Linked DNA regions of Arachis hypogaea: region 2 is linked to region 1. Evidence: chromatin contacts called from public Hi-C data. All regions are on one chromosome and are shown on one strand. The core of a region is the stretch at or near the end of the contact, and the rest is flanking DNA. Distances in the headings are between cores, read along the strand shown. Region 1 holds the start of LOC112737749 (pentatricopeptide repeat-containing protein At3g58590). Region 2 holds the start of LOC112737752.

Region 1 (6,045 bases), core at 3,382-5,881:
TGAATCATTGCACTATATTCCAAATCCTGCTCAGGATCAACAAGTCCAGACAAAACAGCCACAAAGGAACCTTCTGACAAAGCAACCCCTGTCCTCACAAGATCACGAAACAAATTCTGGCAGTCTCCCACAAATCCATTACGTGCCAGAATCAATAGCATTATATTCCAAGTCACCAGGCTCTTATGGACCATATCTTCAAATGCAATAAAAGCTTCATCCAAACATCCATGCCTCCCAAACAAACCCAACAAAGCAGTACTCACAAAAGCATCAGCATCAAAAAGTCCACTCTTGATGCTCAAAGCCTGCAACTGCATACCCTGACAAATGCTCAACAATTCACAAGATAGTAACCCACTCAAAGTATATTGTGTTGGAGAAAAGTCAGAACCCCTCATGTGGCAGAGCAGGCTCCAAGCATCACTCACATCACCACGGCGACTATAAGCATGGATGAGCATGTTGTAAGAAACTACCGTTCTTTGGGGCAATATATCAAACACTCGACGTGCATGAAGAAACTCGCCAAGGGATAAGTAATGAGAAATGACATTATTGTGGACGAAGATGGATTGGTTTGGAATGGGACCCATAGTGATAGAGAGTGCATGGAGGCATTTAGTTGCATCAAGGGTGCAAGTGATGGAACACGATTCAACAAGCTTGAGGAGGTGTTGGCCATGTCGGACAATATGTCCATGGCAACTCATGCAGCTAACAACCCCGGCGCCAGATGTGGTATATTTGATTTGATTGTTTCCTAAAATGATGCAAATGAGTTCCTAAAATTAAAAAATGAGAATTTATAATATTGTGTTTTTTAATTTGATAAAAAGCAACTAATTGCAAGCAGCAAGCATTATTGATTAATTGTACCTAATTCAAAACGGTCCCCTTACACATTCAAACTTTTTCATCAACCAAGTTGACCCAAACCCAACAAAAACCAATCTCATCAGTAAGTGCGTGTAAAACACACTCCAACTCATCCACTAATCTAGCTGAATGATGTGCTTCCCCTATTAATGGTTTTCAATTGTATTTTTTTTAGTAATATTTGTGTTTTCCTATTAACTAAATAGCTTTGATCTTTCCAAGAAAAATGGTCAAGAAATCAAATTGCCAAAAAGTACCAAAAATATCAATAACGAACTCGTATACAAAAGAAAACCACATGAACTAATTCCATTTAGCACCGAAATGTATCGCATACAGCAGCAAAAAATCAGTATGGGAACTTGTATATAAAAGAAACCACATCATAGTAAACAACACAGGAACTACTTCCATTTAGCACCAGTATGGGAACTTGTATATAAAAGAAACCACATCATAGTAAACAACACAGGAACTACTTCCATTTAGCACCGAGACTAAAAGACAGAGACAGAAATAAATTTTAATATTCTGTTTGGTACAAAGTGGGAGACATAAATTAAAATAAGAATGAAACTCTAATTTAATTTGTACAAAAGATAAAATTAGAATTAATTAATTGAAATGAGGGTATTTTAAGTATAAAATGTTATTAAAGTTTCAGTTTCTGTCTCTAAAAATTTCAGCCCCTGTGTCCTCATTTTTTGGAGGTACTGAAATACTGAAATTTCAGAGACAAAATTTTAGTACCAATCTCTGAGCGAACAAACATGATATTAAGTCTCAGTCTCTCCGTCTCTGTCCCAATCTCTCAAAACAAACGCTACCAAAGTAACACAGGTACTACTAGTTACTGCAGCAGCATCAAGTCGTCTCCCATTACACATTATACCCCACAAGTCGTACTCTGAGCAAATATATATATATATATAGAGAGAGAGAGAGAGACACACACTTGTAATTTGTTATGAGTGAAGTGTGGAAAGTAAAAGCATCCAAGTGATCCAAGTTTCCAAACAATCAAAGCATCAAGATATAAGCACAAATAAATTTTAAAAAAAAAAGTGAAAAAAGAAATAGAAGATGGAATGCACTTCAACAAGCAGAGTGAGAGTGATGGTAGTGTGTTGATAGGAAGAAAGACTAGAAGACTTCTTGAAGAAGTTTAAAAAAAGTAACAGAAAATAAAACAGATTTCGCATTTTGTGCAAAGCCGAAAAGAAAAACATGTCATTTAATTGGGCTTTAGGGCTTACAAAAATGTGCTGAGAAAAGAGAAGAGGGGGGAGGGGCTTAGATAAAAATACTAGGAGCCGTCCCTATTGGTTTTCTATACTTCTTCAAATAGATAAACTATCATGCATAGTTGTCAGAACCGACCGGTGATCGAATCGGTCGGACTACTAGGTCACTCGGTCTCTAGTTCAACCGGTGGGTCAAAGGTTGAATCGATTGACCCATACTTATTAAAATAAAAATATAAAATAATCAAAAACTTAAAATTAAAATTTGAAATACATGTCTTCACAAACATGTTAACAATAATCAAGTCTCAAATTCTAAAAATAACTAATACTAAAATAGACATAAAATTAGTCAGCATTATTACAATAGTATCTTAATTTGACACAATAAGAACAACAATTCATAAACTAAGTCCAAGGAGTAATTTCAAAGCATAAGCTTCTCGCAATATATGCATAACAAAATAGTTTTTCCAGATTCAACTAATTGTTTACAATGGCCCCACACAGGATCAGTTTTTCCTCTATTATTATTTGTTTGGGTTACAATTGTTGTATCAAGAGTTGATCCTTGTTCTTGGGACGATGGTGTTTGTGGTGAATCCATCTTAAAATCCCGTAAAAGAAAAAAATTCAATCAACTAAGTAACTAAGAGCAAAACCAATCAGCATCATTACAACAGCAACAATCAACAATCAACAAAACCACTGCATATTCATAATCAGCAAAACCAATTCATAAACAATTCAACAATCAACAAAATCATTCATAATCAGCAAAACAATTCATAAACCAATTCAACACTCAACAAAATCACTGCATATTCATAGTCAGCAAAACCAATTCATAAACCAATTCAACAATTAAATTAACAACAATAACATTTCAACCAATTCAACATTTCAAGTTCAACCACTGCCATATTCTAATCAGATTCATAAATCAATCAACAATAAAATCAACAGAAATAACATCAATGAATCAACTATTAAAAATTACTATAGAATATTAGAATAACTAAACACACAAAAAAAAAAAAAAAAAGCTTACCAGTTGACTGTTGTTGCAGCGGCAGAATCGAGCAGTGCAGGCAGACAAGCAGTGCAGTGCAGGCAGCAACACCCACGGACGACGAGAAGCAACAACCACGCACAGCTCGAGCACTCACTGGCGGAGGGAGGCGCGGCGAGAAGCGAGCAGCTGAGGCGAGCAGAGACGGAGGACAGAGGCGAGACGCGAGCAAACGAGGCGTTGGGTTGGGTGCAGTGATGGCGGACGACGACGACACGCAGCAGGAACTAGGAAACACAGCTCGAGGCCTCGAGCACTCACCGGCGGAGGCGCGGCGAGACGCTGGCAGCCGAGCACAGACAGAGGAGAGCAGCGACACGCGAGCACATGACTCGGAGGATCCGGCGAGAGGCGCGGCGACGGCGGCGAGCGTGCGGTGGCGGTGAACGGAGGTGGAGTGAGCCGCTGAGGTGACCTCTGATGGTGTCTGGGGGTGAGCTCCCAGCCGTTTGTGAGAGTGAGAGAGAAGGGGGTGTGGGGTTGTGCTTCAGAACTAGGAGGTTTCTTGAACCCGCCGGTTCACCGGTTTTGATAAAATCCGACCCAGTCAAACCAGTTCTTACCAGTTTTGCTCCTTATCCGGTCCAATTATAAGTTCGGACCGACCTAAAGCTGGATTGCCGATGTTTCCGATCCGACCGGCCGCATCAGTCCGATTTTTACAACTATGTGCATATTATTGGACTAACGGATCACATTTTATTAGCTATTCTAAGAGTGTGAAAAAGGAATAAATAAATAACCTAATTATGTTTTCTAGTCAAATTAAGGAATCTAATGTCTCTCTGCCACAGCATGTTTGAAAAGGCATGAAGAATGAAAAGATATATCACACAATCTATATATCTTGGTAATGTACTTTGGAAATCCATTAAACCCCACCCCTAAAGAATATTAACCAGGGAAAAAAAATCTAACATTAATAAGGCAGTTGAAGTAGTTGAATGAAATTCACTAATATAACGGTAACTAGTTCTTTAATTGTTGAAACTATTAAGCCTTAGAGCAAATACAATAGTAGTGAAGCAAATTCAGTCTGAATAACAAGATTTTTGACATAAACTATTAAATATATAATTATTTATGCACTTTTACCTAATAACTTAAGTTTTAGAGATAAATAATTTGATAACAAATATTTTGAATATTTTAATTACTAACTTGAGGCTAATTCACTCAATTATGTGATGTGATGACATGTTGGAACTTGGAAGTGTCACCAATAAATATATCATTACAAAACTTAAAACCATTACAGAGAATATATATTTCACTTGATCATTTTAATTCAAACAAAAAAAAATCAATTACAAAAAATTATCAAATAATCAGTTATCAATTGAATCAATTTGGTTTTTATTGAAAACTTTATTAAAAATTAATGATTAATTGGAATTTTCAAAACTTTGAGAATAATTCATACATGGCAAAGTCATTTCTAAAAATTGTATTCTTAGCAACGATATTTCTGGAAATAAAAATCAAGAAGACATTTATCTTTTATCCCTCTTTATTTAAGCCATATTTATTATTTATCATCTCAAACCATATTTAAAGCCTCCATATTTGAACATAAAGCTCTAAGGCCCTTTACTTATTTACCGGCAATGATAGATATAACTTTATAAGCTACATTGATTAAATAAAGGCTCACTAGAATGTAAAGTATGTAAGATTAGCTAAAGCCTAATCAAATAAAGGCTCCTTGACAAGAAGATCAACTTTCTCATGAAGAAATTTTAGCACATCCTCTCGCCCTTCCTTTATAAGTAACTGTCTTAACTTGGCGAATGTTGAACCAGATGGTCGAATTCCATTTTCTATCATCTCTTCCATCAAAACACATGCTTTCATAGCATTGCCCTTTTGGCACAACCCATTGATGAGGACTGAATAGGTGTGCAAACTTGGGACAAACCGTTTTGACTTCATATACTTCCATATTTTCGTAGCCATCTCTAGTTCATTTCTCTCACAAAACATTTTTATCAACATTGTATAGGTATCGGCATCCGGTTCGCAAGACTTAACCATCCGGCGGAAGACCCTAAAAGCTCTATCAGTCTCTCCCTGGCTTATCAAACCGCTTATGATAACATTGCAGGTCCTTGAATTAGGATCAACACCATTGGATTCCATCTCTTGCAAAACTCGATGAACATTTTTGAATTTGTTTGCTTTACAGAAAGCACCAATCAATGCATTATACACCACAACATCTGGCTTGATTCCCTTGCTTTCCATCTCTATGAATGTGTTGATAGCATCTTCAATCCGATTTTCCACCCCATATGTGTGGACCAGGACACTATAAATAAAAGAAGTTGCCCCGCAATTGTTAGCATCCATTTCCTTTACTATCTCTACAGCTTCATCAACTCTTCCGGCTTTGCAAAGAATGTCAACCATTATTCCATATGTGACAATATCCGGATCACATCCCATGCAAACCATCTCTCTAAAAACCTCTCTTGCTTTCGGAAGACTCGGAGCCCTTCCCCATCCATCAAGCAATATGCTATAAGTTTTTGAGTCCGGGACAAAGCGATCCTTCATAGAGTCAAAGATCTCCTGAGCCTTTCTCACATTCTTGGACTTGCACAATGCACTTAGTAAACCGTTAAATGCAGCAAGATTTGGAGATATGTCATATTTTTCCATGACATTAAACGTATAAATGGCCTCATCTACCTTCTGAGCTCGGGCATACTTTCGCATGATGATACAGAAAGTCTCAATATTCAACATCCCCTTTTTCCTCATAGCATTGACAAGATCCCACATGATCTGGTATTGCCTTATTTTGGCCAAAGACTCAATCATTGAGTGATATGCCTTGACGTCGTGTGT
Region 2 (5,872 bases), core at 2,748-5,247, 190 kb before region 1:
ATGTTCATGTGGTGAATAAATGGTGATCAACTTTCAATCAATAAGAATAATATCTCTCCATGCAAAAGAAGTACTGAACAGAGTAACAACCAATTTCGGAACCCTAGTTAAACTATCCACTGAACTGAATGAAAATAACAACAAATTTCATTCAAAATCCTAGTTATACTGTAAGAATGAAATCACAGTAACCCTAAACCCTGAACAAAGTAAAAGAAAACCACCGAACCGATTATGTGGTGAATAAATGGTGATCAACTTTCATTCAACAAGAATAGTATTTCTCCATGCGAAAGAAGTACCGAACAGAGTAACAACCAAGTACAAAGCCCTAGTTACATTATCCACTGAACTGAATGAAAATAACAACAAATTTCATTCCAAGCCCTAGTTATACTATAAAAATGCAATCACAATAACCCTAAACCCTAAACACATTAAATATCAAGTAAATCAAAATCACAAAGGCCACCGAACCGAACAATGTTCATGTGGTGAATATATGGTGATCAACTTTCAATCAACAAGAATAGTATTTCTCCATGCAAAAGAAGTACTGAATAGAGTAACAACCAATTTCAGAGCCCTAGTTAAACTATCCACTGAACTGAATGAAAATAACAACAAATTTCTTTCAAAATCCTAGTTATACTGTAAGAAAGCAATCACAGTAACCATAAACCCTGAACAAATTTAAAGAAGGCCACCGAACCGAACATTGATTATATGGTGAATAAATGGTGATCAACTTTCAGTCAACAAGAATAGTATTTCTCCATGCTAAAGAAGTATTGAACAGAGTAACAACCAAGTACAAACCCTAGTTACACTATCCACTTAACTGAATGAAAATAACAACAAATTTTATTCCAAGTCCTAGTTATACTGTAAAAATGCAATCATAATAGTTCGATCTACTAAATGAAGCAAATCAATCCAGTAAACCTTAAATGCAACTAGGAGAAACGCGACATTGCAAGATTTCTAATGAACAGTAGTTTTTCTCATACATTTGGTAGTCTCTGTTGATGTTTTCGTTCGTTTCTGATTGTTCCTTGCGAAATCTTCTCGCGATTCTTCTGCAGTAGTGGTTTTCGCAGAGAACGTGACTGAAGTTTGAGTGATTTTGAGAGAGATTCAAAGAGAATGAGCGGTTTCGTATTGCAATTTCGTGAGGAAGAAGTAACGTTTTTTCATGATGATAAGTGCGAAGTAACGAAGGGTTTTCGGGTGCGTGTTTTCACTCGTCATTAATGCGCGTGACTCTATTTGAGCTTGGGTCAACTTGGTTACATGGTTACATGAATGTGTAGCATGTTTAAATACATAAATTCTTTCTCCAATTTAATCTCTTGTTTCTAACAACTAATAATATTATAATTATCTTCCTAGCAAAGAAAATATCACTAAAATTTAACAAATATATTATGCTTAATATGTGATTATTATTGTTACACTATTTACTGTTTTTAGAAACTAAGCAACTTTAATTAATGCTTTGGCTTTGGTTTTTGGTTGCCTTAAGTTGTATAGTAACAACTAACAAGAATGGGAAGGATAATTGAGAAGGTAAAGGAAACGGAGATGACAAGGAAATAGTGCATACTCGAATATGGCAACAACACTCTTTGTATAAAGGTACCTACGTTAAAGGTAACTGCCCCAATGGCACAGGACATCGGTGCCCGTTATCTAATTTCGTGGATAATCACAAAAAGAAAAAAGTGGTTTGTTTTATAGAGAGATATTCCTGCCCCAAAACACATGGAGATGTTGAATCCAAATATCCCAATTGTTCTTTCTTTTGGGGCATAGAAATTAAAAGATTCCCAGCCATGTGTAACAAGATTTTATCGCTAGCCCAATATTTTAAATAAAAAGTTATACAAATTACTATTTGTAATCCAACTTTTCATACGTAACTATCAAGTAAATTTACTACGCCAGATGAAAATTGAGGGGAAAAAATAGCAACAATGTAAGTTTTGATTAATTTGATAAGAACAACCGGAGGTAGCACATTTTTTTTTGGTTCAGAGAGCAAGAAAGAAGGATAAGCTGTATGTAGTATGGAACCAAACAAAATTCAGGCTTTGACAAGATAATTTTTTCAAAAAAAGAATTGGCATTTTATTTCTTCAGAAGTTATATGAGCATTGTTTTTATAAGTGGTAAACAATTAGTATATTTGATTTAATTTTTACAAGAACATTTAGGTAATTATATAAGAAATATATACAATTTTTTTTTAAAAAAAATCTCCACCCCACTTTTTTTTCATTTTTTCCTTTTGAACTTTTTTGCCATTTGTGTAAAGAAAATCACTAAACAAATTCACCTAACATAAAATTATTAAATTTTAAAAATAAAAATCTCATATATCTAAATAAATTTATAAATAATCATATTAAAATAAAACTTGACATATTGCATAACACAACGAGACAAGCCACAAAATACAAATATATAATTTGTCCAAATCTATCTACCTTCTTAGATCATATATATGTTATTCAAAAATAAAACAATCCAATTAGGGTTAATTTTTTTGGATATTGGATAAAAATGGGTGTAATTCTTTAATATTGGAAGTTATGGTGTTTTAAAAAATTTTGGGGGCTATAGAATTCGCAGAGTGCAAATTGTCAAATTAATTTTTTTTAATTTATAAAGACAATACACAGACTACGTATTGTATTATTTTAATATTAATTACAATACGCAGACTGCTATTGTATTATTTTAATATTAAATTACAATACACGGTCTGCGTATTGACAATACACGGTCTGCGTATTGTCAGTACAATACGTGTTCTGCGTATTGTGCTTACACAGAACAGCGCCCCCAGATTACTGTAAAATTCTATTTTTTGTAACATTAACGTAAAACTCTCTTCACTCTTCCATATTAAAATAAAAAATCCTCCAATTAGGGGTGTGCATGGCCGGGCCGGGATGGAGCCGGCTCCGAACATTTTAGGAGCTAATTTGGTGTGATTTCATCGAATTTAAGATCGGGTAAGGGTCTAAAAAATAGACTCGGTCATTATTTCGGGTCGGGTACAGGCCATAGCTCGGGTCACCCGAACTCAGACCGGTGGCCCGGTCATCATACACAATTAATATTTTGTGTTATTAGTGATGAATGATGTCTATTCTTATGTGGAATTTAAGTATTATAAATCTTAATATTTTGTGTTATTAGTCATTATAAGACTATAAGTTAATGTTTTATGTTTAAAATGTATAAGATTTTAGACTAATGTATAATATTGTGTTATTTGTATTGATTTAAATATTTGGTGTTATTAGACAATATTAGTATTGATTGTGGTTATGCTTTAATTTTAGAGAATTGTTGGTTCTTATTATATTTTTTTAAGTGAATTTTACCATGTCAAATAATTGTTGAAGTCTTGAAAATTTAGATATTTTTATATGCTAACTTTTTTTTTTAACAAAGATAGGAGACTCGAACCCGCAACCTCTTAATTGAGTATGGGGAGACTATGCCATTTGAGCTATTACTCATTGGCGCTAATTTGGAAAGATAGGAGACTCGAACCCGCAACCTCTTAATTGAGTATGGGGAGTCTATGCCATTTGAGCTATTACTCATTGGCGCTAACTTACAAGAAGGTATCAAGGTAATGTAATGTTAACGGTCCAGTTTTTACCCAGTTTTTACCCAATATAATCGTGATCCGAAAGTATGTAGGTTTTATCGGATCTAGAGTCAGATTCGAGTCTAACAAATATGCCCATTATATATTTCGGGCGAATCTGATTCACATCACACCCAATTTCACCCGACTCATAAACACCCCTAAATTCAATATTTCACAAGATGTTTTTTTTTTTTCAAAATTTATTTTGTCAAAAATAAAATATTTTGGGTCAACAACTTTTTGCTGGTACAAGCAATTTTTTCTGAACTGTTAGATTTTTAACGGATTGGACCATCGTTTAAAGATTTTTATACAGGTCCAAACTTAATACTTTAATAGCAAACTGAATCAAACAAATCGTTGATTTATCAAATTTCCGGCTGAATCGGACGGTCTGATCGGATTCGGATAACAATGGTAAAATAGTAATTTTGTAAAAATGACGTTGACTTGGCGAGTAGAACGTAAGCCGTAAGGACAAAGATGCACACGTGTACGGACATCTTAATGCCTCAAGAAGCTGAATGCCTACTGTGCACGTTTTCTCTTCGTTCATCCTCGTATTGTAAACATAACCGCCGCAAAAGGTCATAAAACTCCTTTTATAACTTTATCCAAGCTTTTCTTTCTCCTAACCCTTTTCGTGTTACAATTGCACATCTTATCTTTCTTCCTCCCTTTAAATAGCAATTCAATTGGCTGAACATGTTGATTGATGGTCTCTTAATTCTCTGCTTCTACGAACAGGTAAGCTCTGACATCTCTTTCTATGCCCAAATTAGCTATCCTCTATGTTAATTTGTAGTACTTTTTTATCATCAAAATCTCTTTCCTTTGTTGATTTTCTATTTTTTCTTATTATAATTTGGTGTTTTTGTTTGTTTATTTTGTTTTACTTCTTATTTTAGATGTCCCTAATCCAATTTCTTCTATTTTTTGCTGATGTTTGGTGTACGAAAAAGATGAAAAAATTGTGTGGCTTAAATTATCCGAAGGGTTTGATATGGGTTCAAGGATGCAGGTTTGTTAGTTAGAGACTAGTAGTTTTGTTGGTAGGTAAGAAAGTGGGGCAGTGGGAAGTTGGAGCTTTTAAGTTTGGCATTATTAGACAAAGACTTTTTTAATTGAATTTCCATTAATGCTCTTGTTTAATTGATTTTCTTTTTTTTTTTTCCAATCCATTTTATGTATTTGTTATAACTTATAACACTCTTTAATCAAGATACTTTCATGACTCCGTTGGATACTTTGTTTCTGATTTCTTGCAGACAATCAGGTAGAAGTAGAACCACCATCAGACAGTGTCTGGACTTAGTAATATTCTAGAAAAGGATATAGGATATACTATGATCACTATGGATGTGAAAGGCATAACTTGGGTGGGAAATATATACAAGAAATTTGAGAATATGTGCCTGGAAGCTGAAGATATAATCTGCGAGGTATGGCTCCCTTTTCGAATAATCTTGACCTATGTTAAACATATTGATTGTTTTAAATGGAAGGATAACTTAGATTACCCTAATAAGTGCACATGTCTTTGCTTCACCATGTATCATAATACGATTTGTTTTTGCACTGCAGTGCATTGCTTGGAATTAGGTTCACTCAATTCTAATATGAGGGGGTTAAAATAGTCATAATTTTGAAGGAGAAAGAAAAACTACAGCTTTGTTTTTCAAAATAGGATGCCATTTTTTTTTTTTTGTAAAAAGGAAAATTTACTTAAAAACGAACCTTAGAAAATTTGCAAAGGAAAAAGTTGCAGAAATATTCATTATCTTCATTTTCAAAGGCTCACACACATTTCTGAATGTTTAATGCAACTGTTTGCTAATTTTTTTCCCCGTTTTCTATTAGTGGTGATTTATGACAAGCTTGTGGTCTCTATCTGTTAACAGTAGTTGGTTTAACTGTTCTAAACACTGATGGCTCCAACTCTTGCATTGATTGACAATTATAATGGCTGTTATATCTCTTATTTCTGTTTTTTTCATTGAGAAATAGGATGCAGTTAAATATATAGAGAATCAGATGCAGACTGTTGGCACGAATGTTAAAAAGTTATATTCAGATGTTATGCGAGATTTCATTCCTCCATGTTCCTATGATTTGGATGAAAAAGAAGCCTCTGGACCTGTAGATCAATACATTGATGCTTGGTTATTTGAAAGGCCATTTCAAAGTTTGAAGCAAAAACCT

Evidence for each region. A called contact is a pair of places that touch in the nucleus more often than the background predicts.
Region 2: a Hi-C map of leaf shows a contact between it and region 1, with 7 times the contacts expected there. The contact joins the promoter of LOC112737752 here to the promoter of LOC112737749 in region 1. A contact is called at or near these places in 2 of 8 Hi-C or Micro-C datasets (both in leaf).

Annotation. Positions count from the first base shown.
Region 1 is chr13:24,553,665-24,559,709 of arahy.Tifrunner.gnm2.J5K5, reverse strand. LOC112737749 (pentatricopeptide repeat-containing protein At3g58590) reads right to left here and starts at 4,631. Exons shown (of 6, transcript XM_072210614.1): 1 at 4,619-4,631; 2 at 4,055-4,079; 3 at 3,759-3,860; 4 at 3,175-3,680; 5 at 1-763. The coding sequence starts at 4,631. It overlaps LOC112737748 (pentatricopeptide repeat-containing protein At1g77360, mitochondrial), which reads right to left. Exons shown (of 2, transcript XM_025787810.2): 2 at 4,761-6,045. The coding sequence ends at 4,882.
Region 2 is chr13:24,743,031-24,748,902 of arahy.Tifrunner.gnm2.J5K5, reverse strand. LOC112737752 reads left to right here and starts at 3,997. Exons shown (of 6, transcript XR_011869477.1): 1 at 3,997-4,417; 2 at 4,939-5,112; 3 at 5,678-5,872.